Regions from separate parts of the Gasterosteus aculeatus genome. Here region 1 is linked to region 2. Evidence: chromatin contacts called from public Hi-C data. All regions are on one chromosome and are shown on one strand. Each heading gives the region's core, a stretch centred on a gene start, on an enhancer-like site or on the middle of the called end of the contact. The rest is flanking DNA. Distances are from core to core; before and after follow the strand shown. Region 1 holds the start of gorab (golgin, rab6-interacting). Region 2 overlaps kifap3a (kinesin-associated protein 3a).

Region 1 (4,328 bases), core at 469-2,968, 55 kb after region 2:
TCCTCGCGGTATCCTCCTTCTCTCCGATCAGCTCCACCCATTCCTACAGGGGGATTTGTACATTTCTTCCAACCCCACCTCTCCCTGATGTCCCTCTGCAGGTCAACCCAGTAATGAGGCATGTGGTCCCCTCTGGCGCTCCCTAATCAGGGACCCAAGGCCGTCCGCCCTGGGCCTGATGGCGCGGCAGCAGAACAGGCTCTGAACCCAGAGTGGTCGTCTCCTTCCCATCTGGCCTCCATGCCAGGCCCTGTCTCCCCTCTGCCAGCGATTTATGCCCTCCTGAGGTGTTGCGCCTTTTAACTTGCACATAATTGGCCCCCAGATGCAAAACAACTACGAGGGGGCCCGTTTTTATTAGTTGTCAAGCAGAGGTCATTGTTTTTCCATCGCTCCGGCTCCTCAGTGCTGCCAAGGTCAAAGAGACACATGCTGTGTCTATACCTTGACCAATTATTGAAAGGGAGGAGGAGTCTGCATGAACTCAATTATAAAATGACGCAATGATGAAATATAGAGCGGAATCAAGTCAGCGTGTGTGACAGCGCTAAATGAAGCGATAAGTGATTTCCCGTGCCGCGTTTTCTGTCAATAGACTCGACCCAGACAACTGAGTCACCACGCAATCGCCTATTTATAGATGATATTCACTTGGAAAGCACATAACATGACAGGAATAAGGATCGGTTTAAAATGTAGACACCCTTGTAACCTTGACAAGTGATATGTTATAACTGACAACAGCACAGTGGGAAACCATGTAGCGCTCACACAACAGAGGTGATACGGCAAAAATATTCACGGTATTTAGGAACCTTTTTTGACAGCCTTAATGGGAAATTGTGCTGTTTCGCTGGTCTTGACATACAATCAACGTGTGTCAAGAAATTACAACGGTTATCAATCGAGGCACATAGTGTCTCCTCTTCCTCATTCTAAGCATATTGCTCTCCAGATTTTCCTTTTTTTGACACCAAGTCAACACATTTAAGTCAACAAAAACATTGTAAATCGTCCTCCTCTGTTAAAACTGTGCTCCAGATAAACTTGTCTTTTTGGTGTACGGTAAGTCTGAGTTTGCTGGGTCAAAGCTTAATTTATTAGTTATTAACTATAAATTTGTATTTTAGTAAAAAGCCTGTTCACAAATGGGAGCACATCAAATAGGCCACAGTCCACTTTCCGGTACAACCACTTAAATCGCATGCTGCTTTCACATGAAACAGTTCTTTAGTTAACCTTTCACCCCTTTAACATGCTTGGTCCCTATGCAGTCTGTGACGGTTCAGTTCTGTCCCACTGTAAAATCATCAAGTGTTTTAGGACTCTCTCATAGACATTTTGAAACATTTCAATTAGTCATTAAAGCTGTTTTGATGGGAAAGAAGCAAATTCTTTTGAGTTTAGGTTTTAGGAAAATTTAGGTTTATAAAAGATGAATATATATCCACAATGAAACATAATAATATTTGACTATGTCATAGCAACTTGATAGTTGTTCACTCCCATTTGTATTTATTAATTTATTTAATAGTTTTGTTGCGCTGGTATGAGGTACGCTAATGAAATGCCTTCTGCATTCTACATTTTTGCAAATAAGATGCATCAATAATTTCATTAATGAAAATTCGCTATAAACTAACTACAATTTTCAGAGATTAAATGTGTATTTATTTATATGTCCCGTTCGCGTGCAGTGGGATTTTTATTCAGGCAATATCTGGGACAACTTCAGTGGGCTTTTAGGGGTCCTTGACGTGGCATCAATAAACAAAAATGGCGACGGTTGGTTGGAGCTTCATAGAGTTTATCATATTTAGTAGTTTAGAATGATTATCTTAAGTCAATAGGACCATACATTTTATATATGCATAATTACTGCTGTTTTTTTGACGCCGTGTGGTTGTGAGGCTCGAAAAATGAGCGGCTGGGCCGGTTTTTCTGAGGAGGAACTTCGGAAGATGCAGCAGCAAGGTAACTTCTCATCCTGCCAATGCTAACCGGGCAGGTTCACGTCTCTCTGCCCCAGTTGTAGACTTATTTTTGAACAAACTTAACGTTAAGTCTGACAAATATTCTGTATAAAGCGTTTTACCGCATGCATTATCAGGCTCAGCAATGCCCGCAGCAGCAGCAGCCCGCGGGCGGAAACCGGTTCCAGCCAACCGGAGTCGGCAGCAGTTACAGCGGGAGAGGGCCCTTCAGGTGGCCGCTCAAAGAAACGCCGGCGCCGCCTCTCTTTGCCTCCCACCGGAGCAGCAGCTCGCCAAACCCCCGCCGCCGCCGCCGCCAGCGAAGGACGATTCCGAGCTTCAGCCCACCGCCCCTCCAGCAGCGGCTGACCGACACACACCCACCGACGTAAGGCCTGCTCCGGCGGAGGAGAGCGCGGGCGTCAAAGAGCTGGAGATACCAGAGGTGGCACTGTTAGTATATCTTTTTTTCTATTTCTGCGATTTCATTGTCTGTAACGCATGTCTGCTGTGCGTTGTCACCACTGTTGTTAAGGGCTGTGACCTGTGTTGTGTCTTTATTCGAGCTCTTCTCTTCCTCTCTGTCATTGCGCCGCTTCGATGTTCAGCTTTTGACCCATTTGGGAACGTAGGGTCTGTAAATATGCGATTTGGTTTCATGTTGTTGCCTGTGCAAACAATAAAAATAAAGTCATCGTCCCTCAGCCGTGACCAACGAAGGTGACAGGTGGGAGAGAAATAGGATGGGATGTTACCCAATTTAATCAGCAATCACATGAGTGATGAGCCAACACCAAAGTAGGGATTTAACTAAATATAAGTCACTATTATTACTAACGCACGGTTAAGATGATACTGATGCTTGGATCTTTTATAATCCATTTATTATTATATAAGAATGTTGTGCGTCACAGATTTATCAATATCGTATGGTATACTGTATAATATAGTATCATATTACATCTTGTCTTCACATGGTGAATGTTATTCGTCATATTTTTTTATTTTGGTCCACCTGCTTTTGAAAGTACATATTTATTTTTAATGAATCTCCAGCATTAGACCCGAAACTCTTTCCATAGCGTGGATTTTTCCAAGCATCATTGTCTGTTAAATTGTCTTTGTGTTTGACCGCAGACGGGAAAAGACGCGCCTGGAGCAACTTCAGCAGGAGCAAAAGACAATGGAAGAGAGGAATAAACGCAAAAAGGCTCTGCTCACCAAGACGATCGCAGAGAAGTAAGCGTGGCTGTCTTGGAGCTGTAGTGAGCAACGTGATGTTGTGAAAGTAAAACCGATACCGGTGCTGAGGGATAAAATTTGCCTCAAGGGTTTGTTCTTGTCCACAGGTCCAAACAGACTCAGGCGGAGGCCGTGAAGCTGAAGAGGATCCAGAAGGAGCTCCAGGCCCTCGATGACATGGTGTCCAATGATATCGGCATCCTGAGAGTGAAGATCGAACAAGCCAGCTGGGACTACTCTGCTGCCAGGTAGAGAGGCGACACAAATCAAAGTGTACACGGCTGCACATAGACCAAAATATACGTGGAGTATTCACTTCCATTAGCCATGTAATCTTTTTAGGAGTATTTTCTTTTTTAAATTAGGAAAAAAATGAACAACAAAAAACATTTTGTGCCTGTAAATAATTAAGGAATTCAGTCATTTAAATCCTGAACACCTGTCTACCCCATATAAGTCCTCACTGCAGCAGGTGGGAGAAAAGTTCTGATGTGTTACTTTGTAATAACCAGGCAGCTCTACATCTTCTAATCAAACTAACACACTTTGCTGGAGGAATCCACGGCCCCGCTAATGGAGTTAATGTCAATATGTGATGATACCTGACGTTTTGGGGCAGATTGTCTTTCTCGAAGACGTGCGTGATTAATGTGACATCAGCGACAATAATATGCACGTTAATGAACGGCAACTAAGCTTTCGGGATTTTATGACCTCATTTTTGTATTTGAAATAACCACGACATCATTAAACGGCACTGCAAGCCTTTTGTTTGTGACAAAACAAGGTGACCAGGTAAGGAAGTGTACGTCCAGTGTAACTGGTGCCCCCTGCAGCTTGTTACTAGTATTCAAGTAAACCTGCCCCCCCCCCCCCCCCCCCTCCTCCCTCCAATACTTGAAATCTACATGTTTCCTCTAAGACTTCAAACCAGTTTTCTGCAGAAAGTCCAGTTCTACACTTTGCTTCAACATACGCAGGGTTACAACTAAAAGTCGAATATAAGATGGACATTTTGTAGTTGGGTGTATTTGACAGCTACAGAAGGTATAAAGACAGTGAATAGTTTTGTGATGTGGGTTTTTCAACATTAATCCAGAAAGATGTGTTTGA
Region 2 (4,171 bases), core at 814-3,313:
CCCGAAAATGCATTTAATTCTGTCTGATATCTTTCCATGTATTTTCTTTTTGCCTGATGTTGGGTTTATGAACGCTCACATTACACGGGTTATATTCACAAAAGAAACATTCGGTTGTGTCAAACCTGACGGTAAAACCAGAAAAACGCACTTCAGTGTTAAATTGACATCTTAGTGACAAAACAGTGTCATACAGTTAATCACAAAACACACAAATTAAGCTTCCGTTCACAGCATGGGTTCTTAAAATATTCAAATATTCACAAAATGTGAATAAAAGTTCAAAACTCCAAACCAACCTTCATATGTTTTTGTTTTAAGTGCATTCTGTTTATATAATATAACATGACACATGTGACCGACGGTTGTGAGGATAATTCTTTCACGGTGACGACTTGCTAAGCGATGCGTGCAGGGAAGAGGCGAGTTGAAGCTGCGCCTCCACGCTCAACACGCAGCTGTAGTGGAGCACACTGGGTGCAGTGGTGCTGTGTGTGAGAGGCTCCAGGTTCACCGGGAGGCCGTGTTGTAGTCGTAGAAAAACTCCTCACCGGGACGGAAGCCGTAGGCGTTGAGCGGTCGATCTACCGGGGCGAACTGCTCCGACAGACTGAAAGGACAAGCGGAGGAATAAATGAATACAATTCAATACGTGACCCCTCAAAATATAAAACAAGTCTTTCACATGGTTATGACTGAAACGGAGACAATTGTGACGACGAAAAGCAGCAGCAGCGAAGTTGGACACAAGCAGGAAAGGGTTCAAAGCGCGGCCTGCTTCCACGTCTCCGTTGGTGGGACCATTCGGTGGAGGTCAGAGGCTGTCAGCTGATCAAAGAACATGATGCAGCACTGATCCTTTCGAGAAGTGAGCACCAACGGCCAAGATAGCAAGTCAATTTAAACGCAGAAAGCAACTGGGAATTTTGTGACATAATTGAGTAGTTTCACTTACTTAAATATCCCTCAAATTTGTATTTCAATTATTTGTTTTTTTGTGTGTATTTTCTACAATAGTGAGCTCACAGTTTGCCTGTGCCTGTTTCAACATGAAAAAAAGCCCCCTCCAGAACAGGAACGTCAACTGCGAGGTTCAGAGACTCCAACCAGGTCACTCGTGCTCCTGAACGGGAGCGTAGAAAGCACCTGCACCACCACCAGGTGGAGCTCTGACACCGGACATCCCTGTGGAGCCTCCCCCCACACTTCCCCGGGGCTGGACCCATCAGTCATGGTGAAGAAAAAGAAAAACCTCACAAAAGTTAATGTAGTATTCATCTGCCTGGTGCAGGTGCTGGACGTCCACCCAACGAGTGTGTGAGTTACAGGCAGCTAATGGCCGGAGGGGTAAACAGCGGAGCAGCCAAGCCGTAAAAACCCAAAACAACCCGGAAAGATGTCAAAACACGGCGGCGTGACGGAGGCCGAAGGCTGACGGCCAAACCTGGAGGACCTGGCCGCCCTGTGCCTGGCAACGGGAGGCCTGTAGAGGGGGGTGATAAAAGGCACCGTATCTGCACCGTGCAAATGGGTTACCGCGGCGATGCGGAGGGCGGGGGTCCAGTTTGACGCCCCATCTTCTGACATCTTCTGACTTTTGGGTTTGTGTCTGGTGGCGGCGGCGGGGCTCGGGGTCAACTGCAACGGCCCCCTTGCCACCTCGGCAGGATGCGGCGGTGGATGGGCGAAACCGGGGCCCCGACGGACGACAACCACGTCCCCCCCCCCGTCTCTCCCTCTCCTCGCCGCTCCTCCCTCGCCTGTCTAAAATACGAGCGGTTTGCTTTGCCCCTGCAAGCGCCTATAATGACGTGTTGTTTTTAGCCAAATCACTTCCAGCGATCAGTTACACAGCTTGCAGCATATCCACCACCCCCTCCTCCACCTCCTCTCCATTTTAACTTCGCCCCCTGCTGCCCCTTACTCCCCCTCCCACCCCCCTCCTCCAACCACCATCTCTCTGGGCAGAAATATGTCTTTTTCCTCTCCGCACGCTACGGCTGTCAGGGGGGATTTGAGCGCGCGGCTAAAAGAGGCCGGAGGAACAGTGGAGCTCTGAGTCACAGCATCCGCCCGCCCGCCTGCACGTCTGCCTGTTTCTATGGCTGACTGGCTGGCTGGCTGCTCACGACTCGTATCCTGAAGTTCAGACTGGAAAGCTTTGATGGTTCACAGAATAGTAACTGTGAGCATTTAGATTATGGGCTGATCAGAAAAGGTTTAAAAGTTTTTAACCTAAACCGTGAAGGCTATTAAATTCATTTTATACATAGAATTCAATTAGAAGATTTGGGTATTTATGGCCAAACCGACTTCTTAATATCTCTTGTGCCATGCTGAGTGTGCAGGTTCCAACCAGGTGAAACACATTGCGACTAGATTGTCTTAGTTTAATATTTCAGGCAGATTAAAGAAAGGCCTACTGAACATATTTATGTGCAATTTAAGTTTGTTCTTCACACTTCTGTCAGATCTATCTAGAGACCCTTAAAAGGGGGTTTGACAGACAGCTGACAAATCATCAACTGTCTGATTCAACTTCAAATGCAAACATTGACTCAAGACTGCCAATAAATTACAGGGATGTGTAATAAAATGTTGTGTTTTCCTTTGCAAAATGTAGATTAACATTTAATTTCGGAGATTGTGAAGAAGTTGAAGCTAGCAGTTACAAGCGCTAATGATTGACTAGATTGTTTCAAGATTAGTGATGAAACCAGAAACTGCCATTTTGACCTGAGCGGCACTCCGAAGGAGAACCATGAAATAATACTATGAAAACTGAACCATTAAATATGGTGTAACTTTTTCTACAGACCCACTGGCTCTAATGTCGATCTGGAGTCAAATCGTACTCCGGCGTCAACGGAAAAGCTCCCGTCGCAGGCAGAAGTTCAAAAACACTGTGACTGAGGAAATGTAATTCATCCCACCGGGTAAGTGATGCTTTTTAATCACGCTTTGATTTTCTTTTTCGAGCCCTGTGGTTCTGGACGCCATGAATGACGGCCGACACAGCTGCTGATATTCCTCATTATGATACATGCAAATCAACCTGTCTGTCCCCCGCAATTCACTTCACGTGTGTCAGTGTGTGTCGAGACACGTCGGCCAAATGAGGCGGGCGGTTGGGGGTCGCTGAGACAAAGGGGCCCCGGTGTTTCCACAAATGCCAGTTTGGCCCCAGAGGAGCGGCTGCAGGAGTCGGCGGGGACACGTCCCATCCCGCAGAGGACATTCCTTGGTGGCGAACAGGAAAAGGGAATCAGGCCTTTTTCCTCCTTTGGCGTGACCTCCACCCCACGTCCCGAACCCCCCCCCCCCCCCACACACCACTATGTCTGTCTACTGCAAGGCCCCCGCTTTGATCTCACCCTGCTGCCACTGCTCAGGTTACTGCTAACCAACACGCGGGTAAGTAACCAGGCCTCGCGTCCTCCACCTCCGTCCTCCCTGCCAATCTCAACGTCTCACCGGATCGCGGTGCCGCTCCGCTTCTCCTTCCCCTTCGTATATTTTGCACCTTGCTACTTTCCTTCGGCGCCCCGTCACATCCTAATAGCCTCTCCGGGCTCTCAGTGATCCTCCCGTTGGCTTGTTTACTGGTGCACACTAGTACTAGTACTAGTACTAGTACTGTGTTCCACCACTCTTCTCAATTTAAACTGTACATTTGTCCTCAAAGTGTGTGATTTAAAAATGGAATCAGAGCTGACTAATAATATTCAACTGAAAGATCGTTGGGCTGATGTCTCTGTGTCTCTTCATTTAATGCTTTGTCTAAATGATCAACTGTCCAGAAAATATTTATGAAAAATAAAACATCTAGAATTCTAACAAACTCCACTGGAACTAAATTAGCATAAATAAACATTTATAATACGACTGAATGTATATAATCATATATACTAAAGTCTCATAAACATAAAATGGAGTAGTGTGCTACTAGTATTATGGATATTAAATACATTTTAAAGTTAAAGTTAAAAAATCTGCTTACGAAGGATGAAGAAATGTGAATGTGAAGGACTGAGCAGCACCCTGTTCTAACTACTGACTCCTCTTCACGTATCGGTGAGATGGATGGATCCCTTTGCTCAGAATTGAACAATTAGTTTTGAGGACTTCATTTAAAAAATGTTATATTTGCTTTGGAAGAATCTAAACTAGA

What was found. A called contact is a pair of places that touch in the nucleus more often than the background predicts.
Region 1: a contact with region 2 is called in a Hi-C map of skeletal muscle, with 2.9 times the contacts expected there. The contact joins the promoter of gorab here to the enhancer-like site in region 2. A contact is called at or near these places in 2 of 6 Hi-C or Micro-C datasets (skeletal muscle and whole body).

What each region holds. Positions count from the first base shown.
Region 1 is chr8:6,700,700-6,705,027 of fGasAcu3.hap1.1, forward strand. gorab (golgin, rab6-interacting) reads left to right here and starts at 1,719. Exons shown (of 5, transcript XM_040185050.2): 1 at 1,719-1,974; 2 at 2,111-2,426; 3 at 3,111-3,212; 4 at 3,323-3,463. The coding sequence starts at 1,920.
Region 2 is chr8:6,645,663-6,649,833 of fGasAcu3.hap1.1, forward strand. It overlaps kifap3a (kinesin-associated protein 3a), which reads right to left. Exons shown (of 20, transcript XM_078107905.1): 20 at 1-610. The coding sequence ends at 511. Among protein-coding and RNA genes, the nearest start is that of ntmt2, 21 kb to the right of the region's middle. Within about 2 kb of position 2,064, at least 1 of the 9 cell types and tissues checked has open chromatin away from gene starts, as enhancers often do.